Linked DNA regions of Mus musculus: region 2 is linked to region 1. A link is a contact called in public Micro-C data. All regions are on one chromosome and are shown on one strand. The core of a region is the stretch at or near the end of the contact, and the rest is flanking DNA. Distances in the headings are between cores, read along the strand shown.

The links. A called contact is a pair of places that touch in the nucleus more often than the background predicts.
Region 2: a Micro-C map of embryonic stem cells shows a contact between it and region 1, with 9 times the contacts expected there. The contact joins the enhancer-like site here to the promoter of Tet1 in region 1. A contact is called at or near these places in 10 of 39 promoter capture datasets (the C10 cell line, the HPC-7 cell line, HPC-7-derived erythroid cells and 6 more), 2 of 484 Hi-C or Micro-C datasets (the N1E-115 cell line and embryonic stem cells), 4 of 115 datasets of contacts at active chromatin or transcription factors (all in embryonic stem cells) and 1 of 9 other capture datasets (liver).

Annotation. Positions count from the first base shown.
Region 1 is chr10:62,884,868-62,891,259 of GRCm38.p6, forward strand. It overlaps Tet1 (tet methylcytosine dioxygenase 1), which reads right to left and starts at 2,457. Exons shown (of 13, transcript NM_001253857.2): 1 at 2,305-2,457. All of the region lies in intron 2 of Gm51805 (a long non-coding RNA gene), which reads left to right.
Region 2 is chr10:63,363,857-63,370,248 of GRCm38.p6, forward strand. No RefSeq gene overlaps it. Among named protein-coding and RNA genes, the nearest start is that of Dnajc12, 20 kb to the right of the region's middle. Within about 2 kb of position 2,840, at least 14 of the 459 cell types and tissues checked have an H3K27ac peak or open chromatin away from gene starts, as enhancers often do. A contact at or near this core is called in embryonic stem cells, where this site is marked.

The DNA.
Region 1 (6,392 bases), core at 1,207-3,706:
TTATTTTTAAAAAGACCCCAATTCAAAATGCTTAATTGGGGATATGAAGACCAGGGCAATGCCCTATATGATCAATGAAGATCTGCACTCACAGCCAAGAACACCGGCTGAGCAAGGCAGGAGTATCACCGCGAGGACCAGAGGCAACAGCAGTGGAGGGTGCATATCTGTAATCCCAATATTCAGGAGGAGTCATAAGTTCGAGACCAGCTTCTGCCAGTAAAGGTCAAGTCAGTCTGGAATAGAGTGACACCTTACCACACATAAATTCTTTAAAACAGACATCAAAACCCAGGAAGCCATAAACTGTAGCATCTGAGATTCTTTTTAATTATTAGCGGCTGGTCTGGAAGCATTAAGCTTCACTATACCCATAAATACCTAATTAACTATATTCAGTTGTGTGTAACTGAATCTAAATATACTCTCCAAATTGTTTTTGCCTCAAGAAACCAATACCTGCCGGGCGTGGTAGGGCACTCCTTTAATCCCAGCACTCGGGAGGCAGAGGCAAGAGGATTTCTGAGTTCGAGGCCAGTCTGGTCTACAAAGTGAGTTCCAGGACTATACAGAGAAACCGTGTCTCGAAAAAAAAAAAACAAAAAAGGAAGACAGAAAAGAAAAGAAAGGAGAAGAGAAGAGAAAAAAGAGAAAAGAAAAGAAACCAATACCTGAGGGGAAGGGCTGCTTTATGGCGCCCCCTCGTCCAATCATCCGGCGTGAGCGCACAACTCCACCCCAAACCAATCCTGTCGTGGTAGTCCCAAGGTCTGGAAAGTCATTGCAAATTCCTCAGTAGCCGCTCAGCTCAGGATGGTTGGTTCACTTGGAAAGAGTTGTGGGGGTGGGGAAGACAGGGAATCCTTTTTGTTTGTTTGTTTTTTTTGGGTTTTGTTTTGTTTTTTCGAGACAGGGTTTCTCTGTGTAGCCCTAGCTGTCCTGGAACTCACTCTGTACACCAGGCTGGCTTCGAACTCAGAAATCCGCCTGACTCTGCCTCCCGAGTGCTAGGATTAAAGGCGTGCGCCACCACGCCCGGCTGAGTCAGGGAATCCTTATCGCTGCTCCAGCATTAAGTCTTTCTTAAAGTCACATTAATTTTAGTGGGTCAGAAACGTACCCAGTTCAGTTCCCAAAGGGCAACTGGAGCCGGACACTTCTTTCCTGACTCATTCCTGTGGATTAATGGGCGAACACTGGAGGTGAAGGAGAGAGTAAGAGAAAGGGGAAGTTGCTTTTTCAGACTGGTCTCACCATGCAGCCCTAGCTGCCCTGAAACTCACGGAGATCTCTATGCCTTTACCAACCCAGCGCTGGAATAATCATAGGCGAGCACACCCCTCCGGAAAAAGGAAGATTTGCTTCCCTACCCCGCGGAGTAGGCGGTGGTCTCTTCAGCCCAGGCAGGGACCGCGAGCTCCCGGAGCTCACGTGCAGCACGATAAGTCTTAGGCACTCACTCTGCCGCTGCGAGCACACGTACGCCCTCAATCCCCTCTCCAGGATCCCAGAACCAGTCAGTAGCATTCCAAAAACTTGCGTTTCGGCGCTGGCAACATATCCTACTTTCTTGCTTCTTCTTGAACCTCCCAATTCCGGACCAGCCTTTCCCAGACCTCCAGGTCCCCTGCACTCCCGAAGTGGCTCCCAGCAACCCCTTTCTAGGGTTCATCCGCGAAGGATGGGGTACGTCTCAAACGCGTGAGACACTTCTGAACCCGACAGCTCGCGCTCCCCACTCCTCGCTGGCAAAAGCTATCGCCTCCCTACAGGCAGACTCCCAGACTTTCTAAGAACTCCTGTCTGGGGACCTCCCAGAGGCCATACATGCGTTTCCCCTACAGGATCTCCAGTTGATGCCAAGTCTGGAGGTCCCCATGCGAACCGATCCTAGCCAGGGCTAACTAAACTTTCTGGGGAGCGCTGTAAGGTCCCCCGCGAGCATTGTTAGTCACCCGCCACGAAAGACCCGGAGCGGCCCGGGATAGGGGGTCGTGGCGCGGAGTTGACTCGCACGAGTCATCACCAAGCATCGCGGCGTGCAAAGTCCTAGCCCGATCGAGATCCGCCCCCCAGCTCCGTCCCGCCACGGAGTAGTACCCTCTCCCAACTCCCCGGCTCTTTGCTGCCGCCCCAGCTCACCCTAAACTGCCTCTGGATCCCAGGGCAGCGCGGGTCACCCCTGCTAGAAGCCTGCACCAATCCTTGGACAAACTTTCCAGCGGGTCTTGGTCCGTGCAACTTTGGAGCCTGAGGCTCCGGCACGCGCCAAGGAGTTCAGGCGGGCCTAGGATGGACACTTACCATCCGGCACGGTCAGGGCCCGAGCACCCGGGTTGGGGAGCTGCTCCGCGAATGTTCCCGTAGAAGAGGCAGGTAGAGGTACATGACCAGGGAGGGAGAGGACGTCCAGGGGCGAATACAGACCCCGGGATTGTACAAACCAGTTGCAGAGTGCAGTGTTCCACGAGCGGAGTGCGCGGGTACTCCCAGCCAGGTCAGCCCTCGCCCCCCCCCAGAGCAGCGGTGTCTCCCCAGTACAGACCTCTAGGAGTGTAGCTGGGGCACAGCCTTTGCTGGACCCTGTACCGCTGAGCGAGAGGCAAAATGCGAGCTGGATTTTCCCAAATCGGAGCCGGACTCCTCTCGACCCTTCTCCTGTCCACTCCTTCCTAGGCTTTCCTGAAATTCCGCCCGCGCTCCCTCCCCTTTTTTCTTAGGTCAAAGGAGTGTTGAAATCTACAGGTCACCATCTCTTTCAGTGATGGGAGTCAGAGTATCTCTAATCAGATGGGAGTAAAGGTATCTCGAAAACGAATGTTTCCAGAAGCGAGTCGGGTCATCCAGGTGACATCCTAGAGGTGTCAAACCAACTTCAAGACCAAAGAGAAATCAAATTAGCTTTGATTTTTTCCCTACATCTTTATTTTGATTAGCCATTGACTGCGGACTCATTAGTGATCATAATCACTTTATAGGAAATGGAAATACAGTAAGAGAGAAATTCCTGCCATGAGGTTCAGGCTTGACTTTAACTAGGCATATCCCAAGGTAAGATAGCTTTCTCTTCTTCCAGAAGTCTGCCCTTAGACAAGGAAATCTACTGCTTCAGGTGGAAGGGAGAAAACTGGCTTGTGGCTTTACACTCCACTCCCCCAATTCCATACCTGAACTGTGGTATATAAATGTCCCTCGATAGCCTAGCAGATGCCTTTAATCCCAGGACTTGGGGGGCAGAGGCAAGTGGATTTCTGAATTATAGGCCAGTCTGGTTTACAAAGTGAGTTCTAGGACAGCCAGGGCTATACAGAGAAATCCTGTCTCAAAAAAACAAAACAAAATAAAACAAATAAATGTCCCTAGATTGTTCGGAGAAATAGTCCCAAACTGTCAAGCTTACACCCTAAATAAATCCTTTAAATGTATTCTTAACTAGGTACCAGCTATAACGGGTTTGTTTGTTTAGCTTTTAAAAGTCTCTGTGTAGCCCAGGCTGCCCTCAAAGGCAGGAATCTTCCAGCCACAGCCTTTCCAGTGCTGGGATTATAAAGTAACCTGATTGGAGGTCAGAAATGCACTTCTAGCTGAGTTCTGCTCAGAGGTGAAGACTGAGGCCTCAATTTAATCTTTGCAATAGAAAAAAGCAAACCTGGCTCTCTCTTTTTTTCTTTATTTTTCTTTCATTCCCTTTCTCTATTAGATTTTGACCTTGAACTGATTCTCCTTCCCATACCTATAAAGTGCGAGAAATATTGACAGATAAGTTTTTAGACAAATAAGACAAAACACTCTAGCAAAACCAGGCAAACATCTCTTTTCCCAGCCAGCCTTAATAGAGTGAGACCCTGTAATAGTTTTTTAAGATTTTATTTATTTATTTTATATATATGACAAGTACACTAGAGCTGTCTTCAGACACACCAGAAGAGGGCATCTGATCCTGTTACAAAAGTTGTGAGCCACACTATGTGGTTGCTGGGAATTGAACTCAGGACCTTTGGAAGAGCAGTAAATGTTCTTAACCACTGAGCCATCTCTCCAGCCCCAACACCCCTGTCCACCTGTCTCTGCCTCCCGAGTGCTGGGATTAAAGGCTTCTGCCACCATGCCGGACTTAAAATTTTCTTTTCTCAAAAAACAAACAACAAAAAAAATTCTTTTCAAGTTGGGCCTTTGGGAGGCAACATTTGGAATGTAAATAATTTTTGGTTTTTTTTTTTTTTTTTTTTTTTTTTTTTGAGACAGGGTTTCTTTGTATATCTGGCTGTCCTGAAACTTGCTTTGTAGACCAAAGCTGTCCTCGAACTCAGAAATCCACCTGCCTCTAATAAATTTAATTTTTAAAAAAGAAAAAAAAGATAAAGTCGGGCCTTTGAAATGGGACAGATTATCAGTACCTCTGGCCAAGCCTACAGATCTGAGTTTGATCCTTGAAATCCACACATCAGGGTGTCGAGAACTCACTCCCACAATTTGGCATAAGCACAAATTTAAGAGAACAGGAGAATACAAAAATTCACAGGAAGGCAAGGCTTAATGCAAGGACTCAAAAAAGGACGAAGCAGGACTGGTACTAAAGGCAATGTCTCCAGAGATAATAGCATGCAAGGCAGTTACTACTCCATTTACAATAGCTTATCAGGAGCTGGGATTTTTCTGATGTTTTCTAGTCATATGAAGGAAACAAACAACATATTTTTATTTCTCTGCTCACACCACCTCAGCAGTGAATAGTTAGTTCTGTGTCCAGGTTTGTGGACTTTTCCTCAACCCATCAAGCAATTTGCCACTGGCAACTGTGTAGCATATCAGTCTTGTCTGCCAGGGACTGTTCCATGACCCCTTTAAGAAACTCAGGTCTTGGGGCTGGTGAGATGGCTCAGCGGTTAAGAGTGCCCACTGCTCTTCCTAAAGTCCTGAGTTCAAATCCCAGCAACCACATGGTGGCTCACAACCATCTGAAATGAGATCTGACTCCCTCTTCTGGAGTGTATGAGGACAGCTATGGTGTACTTACATATAATTAATTAATTAATTAATTAATTATAAAAGAAAAGAAAGAAAGAAACTCAGGTCTTTGGGCAGGCGAAATGGCTCAGTGGCTAAGAGCACTGACTGTTATTTCCCAGGTCCTGAGTTCAAATCCCAACATGGCTCACAACCACCATAATGAGATCTGATGCTGTCTTCTGGCCTGTCTGAAGACAACTACAATGCACTTACATAACAAATGAGAAAGAAAGAAAGAAAGAAAGAAAGAAAGAAAGAAAGAAAGAAAGAAAGAAAGAAAGAAAGAAAGAAGGAAGGAAGGAAGGAAGGAAGGAAAGAAAGAAAGAAAGAAGAAAAAGCCAGGCATGGTGGCACACACCTTTAATCCCAGCACTTGGGCAGCAGAGGCAGGCAGATTTCTGAGTTCGAGGACAACCTGGTCTACAGGACAGCCAGAGCTAAACAGAGAAACCCTGTCTTCAAAAACAAAAACAAAACAAAAAAAAGACTCCAGAGAAGCTCAGATTACAGAACTAAGTGATATTTTCCTGCCATGTGTAATTATTGTTCTTTGTTTTTCGAGACAGGGTTTTTCTCTGTATAGTTCTGGCTGTCTTGGAACTCACTCTGCAGACCAGGCTGGCCTCAGAAATCCACCTGCCTCTGCCTCCCAAGTGCTGGGATAAAAGGCATGCAACACCAGGCCCAGCAGTGTATTACTGTTCTTACAAGGCTTTAATACCGTACCTAGCCATCACCATGTGTATAGTAGGAATCAAACTCAGATCTTACTTTTCAAGGCACATATGCCATGTTTACTCTCAAAATTTACTACAGACCTTATTTGTCTGCTTTATTTGGTATATGAGCTCTATCCCTAGCCCAATCCATAAGATTTTTTTTTTTTTGGGTGGTGTTGTTGTTTGGGGCTTCATTTATTTTGTTTTATTTTGTTTTGTTTTGTTTCAAGACAGAGTTTCTCTGTGTAGCCCTGCCTGTCCTGGAACTCATTCTGCAGACCAGGCTGCCCTTGAACTCAAAAATCTGCCTGCCTCTACCTCTCAAGTGCAGGAATTAAAGGTGTGTGCCACCACTGCCCGGCTGTTTGGGGCTTTTGTATTTTTATTTTAGTTTTTGAGACAGTCTCCCTTTGTAGTGGTAACTGGCCTGAATTCCCTATACACACCAGGTTGGTCTTGCTTACATTGATCCCGTGAGCTCTGCTACAATTTGATACTTTTAAGTAACTTCAAATTATCGTTTCATTGTTACATTTTACCGGATCTTTCTGGTTTCTCTTTTGCAGTATTGCTGGCACCTTAAGCAAGTAACCTGCCACTTAGCCACTTCCCCAATCATAAATCATCTTGTTTAGGGGGAAAAATGTTCAACACTGCTTCATG
Region 2 (6,392 bases), core at 1,590-4,089, 480 kb after region 1:
AAATGCTAGACTAAAGGCAGGTGCTCTCATAGCACCTGGTGCTATTTGATTTCATTTAAAAATCCTTTTACTTTCTTTTTCTTGTCTTTCAGTTTTATTTTAGAAAAAGAGACATATTTAAAGAGCTGTAAAGAAGCAGAAGGAGCCGGGCAGGGTGGCACACGCCTTTGATCCCAGCACTTGGGAGGCAGAGGCAGATGGATTTCTGAGTTCGAAGCCAGCCTGATCTACAGAGTGAGTTCCAGGACAGCCAGGGCTGCACAGAGAAACCCTTTCTCCAAAAACCAAAAACCAAAAAAACAAAACAAAACAAAATAAAAAACACACAACAACAAAACAAAAAAAAGCACAAGGCCTGGTGTAACAGAGTTAGAGTGACCTGGGCTAGGCTGGCCCCAACTCTTCTCCCCTGTGTTGGTGTCCAGGGTTGTGTGCTACCATACCTGGCTTTTTTTCTTTCTCTTTTTCAAGACAGTGTTTCTCTGTGTAGTTCTGGCTGTCCTAGAGCTCACTCTATAGAGCAGGCTGGCCTCTGGCTCAGAGATCTGCCTGAGTGCTGAGATTAAAGGCAGGAACTAGCACTGCCCAGCTTTAAGAAATGTGTTTGTAGTGATTTGACTAGGTTTGCTTCCCAAAGATTCATGTGTTTGAATGCTTGGCCATAGGGAGCAGCACTGTTAGGAGGTGTGGCCTTGCTGGGGGAAGTGTGTCACTGTGAGGTGGACTGTAAGGTCTCCTGTGCTCAGGCTCTGCCCAGTGCAGAAGATAGTGTCCTTCTGGCTGCCTGCAGATCAAGATGTAGAACTCTCAGCTGCTTCTCCAGCATCATATCTGCCTGGATGCTGCCATGCTCCCACCATGATTATAATGGGCTGAACCTCTGAACCTGTAAGCCAGCCCCAATTAAATATTTGCCTTTATAAGAGTTGCCTTGGTCATGGTGTCTCTTCCCAGCAATGAAACCCTAACTAAGACAGGCTTAAAGTTTTGAATTATTTCAAAATCGATATTCAGTGAACATATACTAGTATTCTTACAAAACATGATCTCATCATTGTATGGTTCTCACTGTGTCCACAATGCCCAAGAGAAAAACAAAAAGCAATGATTTTTTTGGGCGGGGGGGTCGGGTTATTTATTTATTTATTTATTTTCCGAGACAGGATTTCTCTGTATAGCCCTGGCTGTCCTGGAACTCACTCTGTAGGCCAGGCTGGCCTTGAATGCAGAAATCTGCCTGCCTCTGCCTCCCAAGTGCTGGGATTAAAGGTATGCACCACCACTGCCTGGTTTAACAATAATATTTAATTAAATGTTTTGAGGTCCACTTATCTTGGATATTAAATACCTGGAGAGTCTACCTGGTGGCACTTGCTGGTAATCCTAGGACAGAGAGTTAGAGACCAGCCTAGGTACCCTAGCAAGTTCAAGACCACCTGGACTATAGAGATACCACATACATTCTGGGCTTGACTTATCTGGTATCCCTAGTCCATAGCAGAGAGCCTGGCCCTTCAACAGGTGGACAACAAACATTCTGATGATGTGTACTTCTTACACCTGGTGTATGTTGTAGTAGTAATATATTGTTTAAAGATTTATTTATTCTATGAAGTACACTGTAGCTGTTGTCAGGCACACCAGAAGAGGACGTCAGATCTGAACTCAGGACCTTCAGAAGAGCAGTCGTGCTGTTAAATACTGAGCCATCTCTCCAGCCTCGTTGCTGGGATTTTTTTTTTTTTTAAGACAGGATTTTTCTGTGTAGCCCTGGCTGTCCTAGAACTCACTCTGTAGACCAGGCTGGCCTCGAACTCAGAAATCCGCCTGCCTCTGCCTCCCAAGAGCTGGGATTAAAGGTGTGCGCCCCCCCCCCCCCCCCCAGCGGTTACTGGGATTTTGAACTCAGTCAGGACCTTTGGAAGAGCAGTCAGTGCTCTTAACCGCTGAGCCATCTTTCCAGCCCAATAGTAATATTTTTAATAAATCCTGGCGCGAGGTCCTTCCCACCTTAGACCATTTATGTTCCCAGATGAAAGACACACACACCGCCTTTATATTTTAATATGCCTTAAATAACACAATAGCCGGGCAACTGCCTAACTCTGAGTTACTACTTCTAATCTCTATGCTCCATCTTCGCTGCTCCTAATTCCAATTAGTCAGCCCTCTGGGCCACGTTTTCTTGGCCCGGAACCCAAGGCTCGCCTTGCTTCCCTACCCCATGGCTGCTCTTGTCTCTGTTCTGCACACTCCTGAGGCAGAGCGAGTCTCTCTTCTTCCCTCCTGCTTCCTCCAGGTCCCAAGCCCAGGAACCTTAAATCCTGCCTCTTCCTCTCTTCTCCCCAGCTATTGGCTGCTGGCATCTTTATTTACCAATCAGAATTAACTGGGGCAGTTTCCCAGAAGCTAGGAGTTACCCTCTCAAGTCAACTAACTTAGGGGACCCAAATTAGCATTAGAATACTAACGGCTACAGTACCAGTCAGTCCCAGAAAGATCCTGAACAAGGGAGACTAATGGAGAAGTGTGTGTGTCAAAACTTAAAACAGCTTTAACCAGCAAAACAATGGAAGGCTCAGCTGGCTTTGCCTTGCCTGGGATAGGAATACAGATCCAGCACACCTTTAACAAAATTTGGATTTTCAGTTTTCCTACTCACCAGTATAGCCTCAGGACAAAAGGAGGAGGAGACAAAGGGGCTCCTGCCCTACCCTCATTCATTCATTCATTCATTCATTCATTCACTCACTTATTCCCTTTCAGACCAAAGAGAGCTAGATGTGGAAGACACATCGTCACAGAGCCAATCATAAGGAGACCCAGGGCGCTACCGAGGGGCCGCGCACAGCACACCTCCCTTCACCACGCACCTCGAAACCTGGGGTGTAGAGTCTTGCTGCGGGAGGTGAAGAACTGTTTGATTCATGAGCAGCCACTGTAAAGACAGAAGGATGGACTCTCTGGATATGACGTGGCATGTAGTGATTTCCAACTTCAGCTCTTCATTAAAATCTGAAGCCCTGTTTCAGAAGGCTTAGAGGTTCTAGGGATGGGGTCTCCCGGGCTCACTATTTCAAGTGGCTTCACCGATTTCAGTGGAAGGCGAAGGATGCTTTTGGAAGTGGTTGGGATACCCACCTGTTGTTTTCCTGGCAAATGCTCATTGCCTTAAGAGAACTGTCGTACTCTGTTTTATCTGCCAAAGCGGTTTAAATCGCGAGTCCTCAAGGACATGGCGGGACAGTAGGTCAAACTGATGTTTGGAGTGTTTAGTACACAGAGGCTTGTGAAGGTTTCAGATTTCTTTGTTAATTGATACCACCCCCCCCACCCCCCACCCCCCCCACCCCCCTCCCGCCGCCGAACACTAACTCTGTAGGAACTAAGAAAGTGCTACCCAGCTGTGAGAGGCCACTGAACTGGCCCGTGCGCTTCCTGAAAACAGTGTTTGATGCCAAGGGATCCAAGGCCTCCTCATGGACACTGGTACCCATGAGGACGCTCCTAACTTCTTGACAACAATTTCTTTAACCTCAGTATTAGGTAATTTCAACTCTGAAAACTGCTTCCCTTAACTGCAATCAGAGTGGACTTTCTTGATTTTTGGTCAGAGTCTTGCTATGTTTCTCAGTCTGTTTTGGAACTTGCTGGGTAGCTGCGGGCTGACCTGAAACTTGTGACCCTTCTGTCTCAGCCTCCTGGGTGCTTAGAGTTTTGGCACGTATTACCATGTCTAAGCGAAAGTTATTTTTTAACACTGTGTGTGTGTTGGCGTGTTAACTTACAGACCATTCCATTAGACTCCTCTCAGGGACCTAGCAACAACTTAAGTCATCTGCGGCTGCTAGGTTATGGGCTGCCTATAAATGGACTGCCTACCACCCCAGCCCTTTCAGTTTCCCCGTTTTCTCTCTCTGTGTCTTTCTCTGTTCCCGGCATTCTCTCTTGACCTCTTCTTTCCTTCTCTGCCCTCATGGCTCTCTGTCTGCTTCCTGTCTGTCTGCCTGCCTGTCTACATGTCCACTTGTCTGCCTCTTCCCGTCTTCCCAGACCCTCACTCCTTTCCCTTCCCCCAGTAAACCCCCTTTATACCTGATCTGTTGCATGATGTAATTACTCAGGGGCCACACCTTGGCATGGGCCTTGCCATGTACCCCTTTGCCAAATTATATTTCATACATACACACACACACACACACACACACACACACACGATATTGGAGATAGGGTCTTATAGAATCAGCTAGCCTGGAATTCTGGAATTCACCAATGCTGGAACTAAAGGCATGTGCCAGCTCTGCCCTGTTCTCCAGCTCTTATTGATTGACTCAGGGCATTGCACATGCGAGGGAACTTCTCTACCACTGTGTTGGCCCTCTGCCCGTAGCACTTGACAGTTTTGTTTGTTCCCATACTGGGGACTGAACCAGTATGTTAGGAACACCCTACTGAGCTATATCCTCTGCCTTCATATCTGTCTCAATCAGTGCTCTATTGCTGTGAAGAGACACTGTGGTGGTTTGTATAGGCTTGGCCCAGGGAATGGCCTTGTTGGTGTAGGTGTAGCCTTGTTGGAGGAAGTGTGTCACTGTGGGGGTGGGCTTTGAGACCCTCCCCCTAGTTGCCTAGAAGGCAGTCTTTTCCTGGCTGCTTTCAGATCAAGATGTAGAACTCTTGGCTCCTCCAGCACCAAGTCTGCCTGGATGCTGCCATGCTTCCCACCATGATGATAACGGACTGAACCTCTAAACCTGTAAGCCAGCCCCAATTAAATGTTGTCCTTTATAAGAGTTGCCTTGGTCACAGTATGTCTTCTCAGCAATGGAAACCCTAACTAAGACAGGCTTAAAGTTTTGAATTATTTCAAAATCGATATTCAGTGAACATATACTAGTATTCTTACAGACACCATGGCCACAGCAGCTCTTATAAAGGAAAGCATTTAACTGGGGCTGGCGTACACCTCAGAGGTTTGGTCTATTGTCATCACAGTGGGAAAAGCACGGGGGTAAGCAGGCAGACATGGAGCTGGAGGAAGAACGGAGAGTCCTACATCTGGATCTATAGGCAGCCGAGAGAGGGAGAGAGACAGACAGACACTGGCCCTAGCTTGAGCATTGCCCACCCCCAGTGGCACACTTCCTCCAACAAGGCCACATCTCGTAATTTCACTCCCTAAGCATTAAATATATAAACCTATAAGGGCCATTCCTATTCAAACCACCACAGTATCTTTATTTCATTCATTCATTCATTCATTTTTGTTTTTGTTTTTGTAAAACTCTGTGTATATATATGTGTGGGAGGGGGAGGGTATGGAACAGATGTGGAAGTCAAGGATAGTTTGTGGGGATTGGTTCTCTCCTTTATTTTGTGGGTCTCAGGGATTAAACTCAAGTCCTCAGCCTTAACAGCCAGCTCCTTTACCTACAAACACACCCCCTAGAACTAGTTTTATTTATTTAATGTTTTTATTTTTTTAAGACAGTGTTTCTCTATGTAGCCCTTGGTTGTCCTTGAACTCACAGAGATTCTCCTGCCTCTGCCTTCTATGCACTGGAATTAAAGCTCTGCACCACCACACCAAACTGCTGCCCTGTTGTTTTTGAGATGGGGCCCTAGAGCCCAAGCTGACTTGATGCCTCCTGCATAGCCCAGGTTTGCTCAAACTCACGGTGGTGCTCTTGCCTCTCTGCGCACAGAGTATTCGAATCGTGGGTGGCAGGCCTGCGCCCTCACAATCAGACTTGGGGATTTTCCACCCCACACCTCCCCTGCCCCGGGTGAAGGATGGAGCCCAGAGCTTGAGCATGCCACACAAGCACTCCATCACTGAGCCTCAGCTCTAGCCCCGATCCTTACTATTTGGTAATTACTGAGGCTGGACAAACGGCTCGGTGATTAAGAACATTTGTTGCTCTTACTAAGGAAGCACCCAGCTTCAGTTCCCAGCGCCTACATGGTGGCTCACAACCAGCTGTAACTCCAGTCCCTGGGAGTCTGATAGCCTCTTCTGGCTTCTGGGCACACACGGTACATACACTTAAGGACGACCATCAGACACACATAAGATAAAAATAAATGCTTTCAAAATGTGAACTTGTAGTCGAACCAGTTTAAACTTATCCCTCAGTCTAGCTAACAAGTACATGAAACGCAGAAACTCAAACTATGGGTATTTTATTTGGCTTTGACAATTACTGGGAGTCACCCCTAATCCATATATATATATATATATATATATATATATATTTTTTTTTTTTTTTTTATACAGGGTTTCTCTGTGAAGCCCTGGCTGTCCTGGGACTCACTCTGTAGATCAGGCTGGCCTCGAACTCAGAAATCCGCCTGCCTCTGCATCCCAAGTGCTGGGATTAAAGGCATGTGCC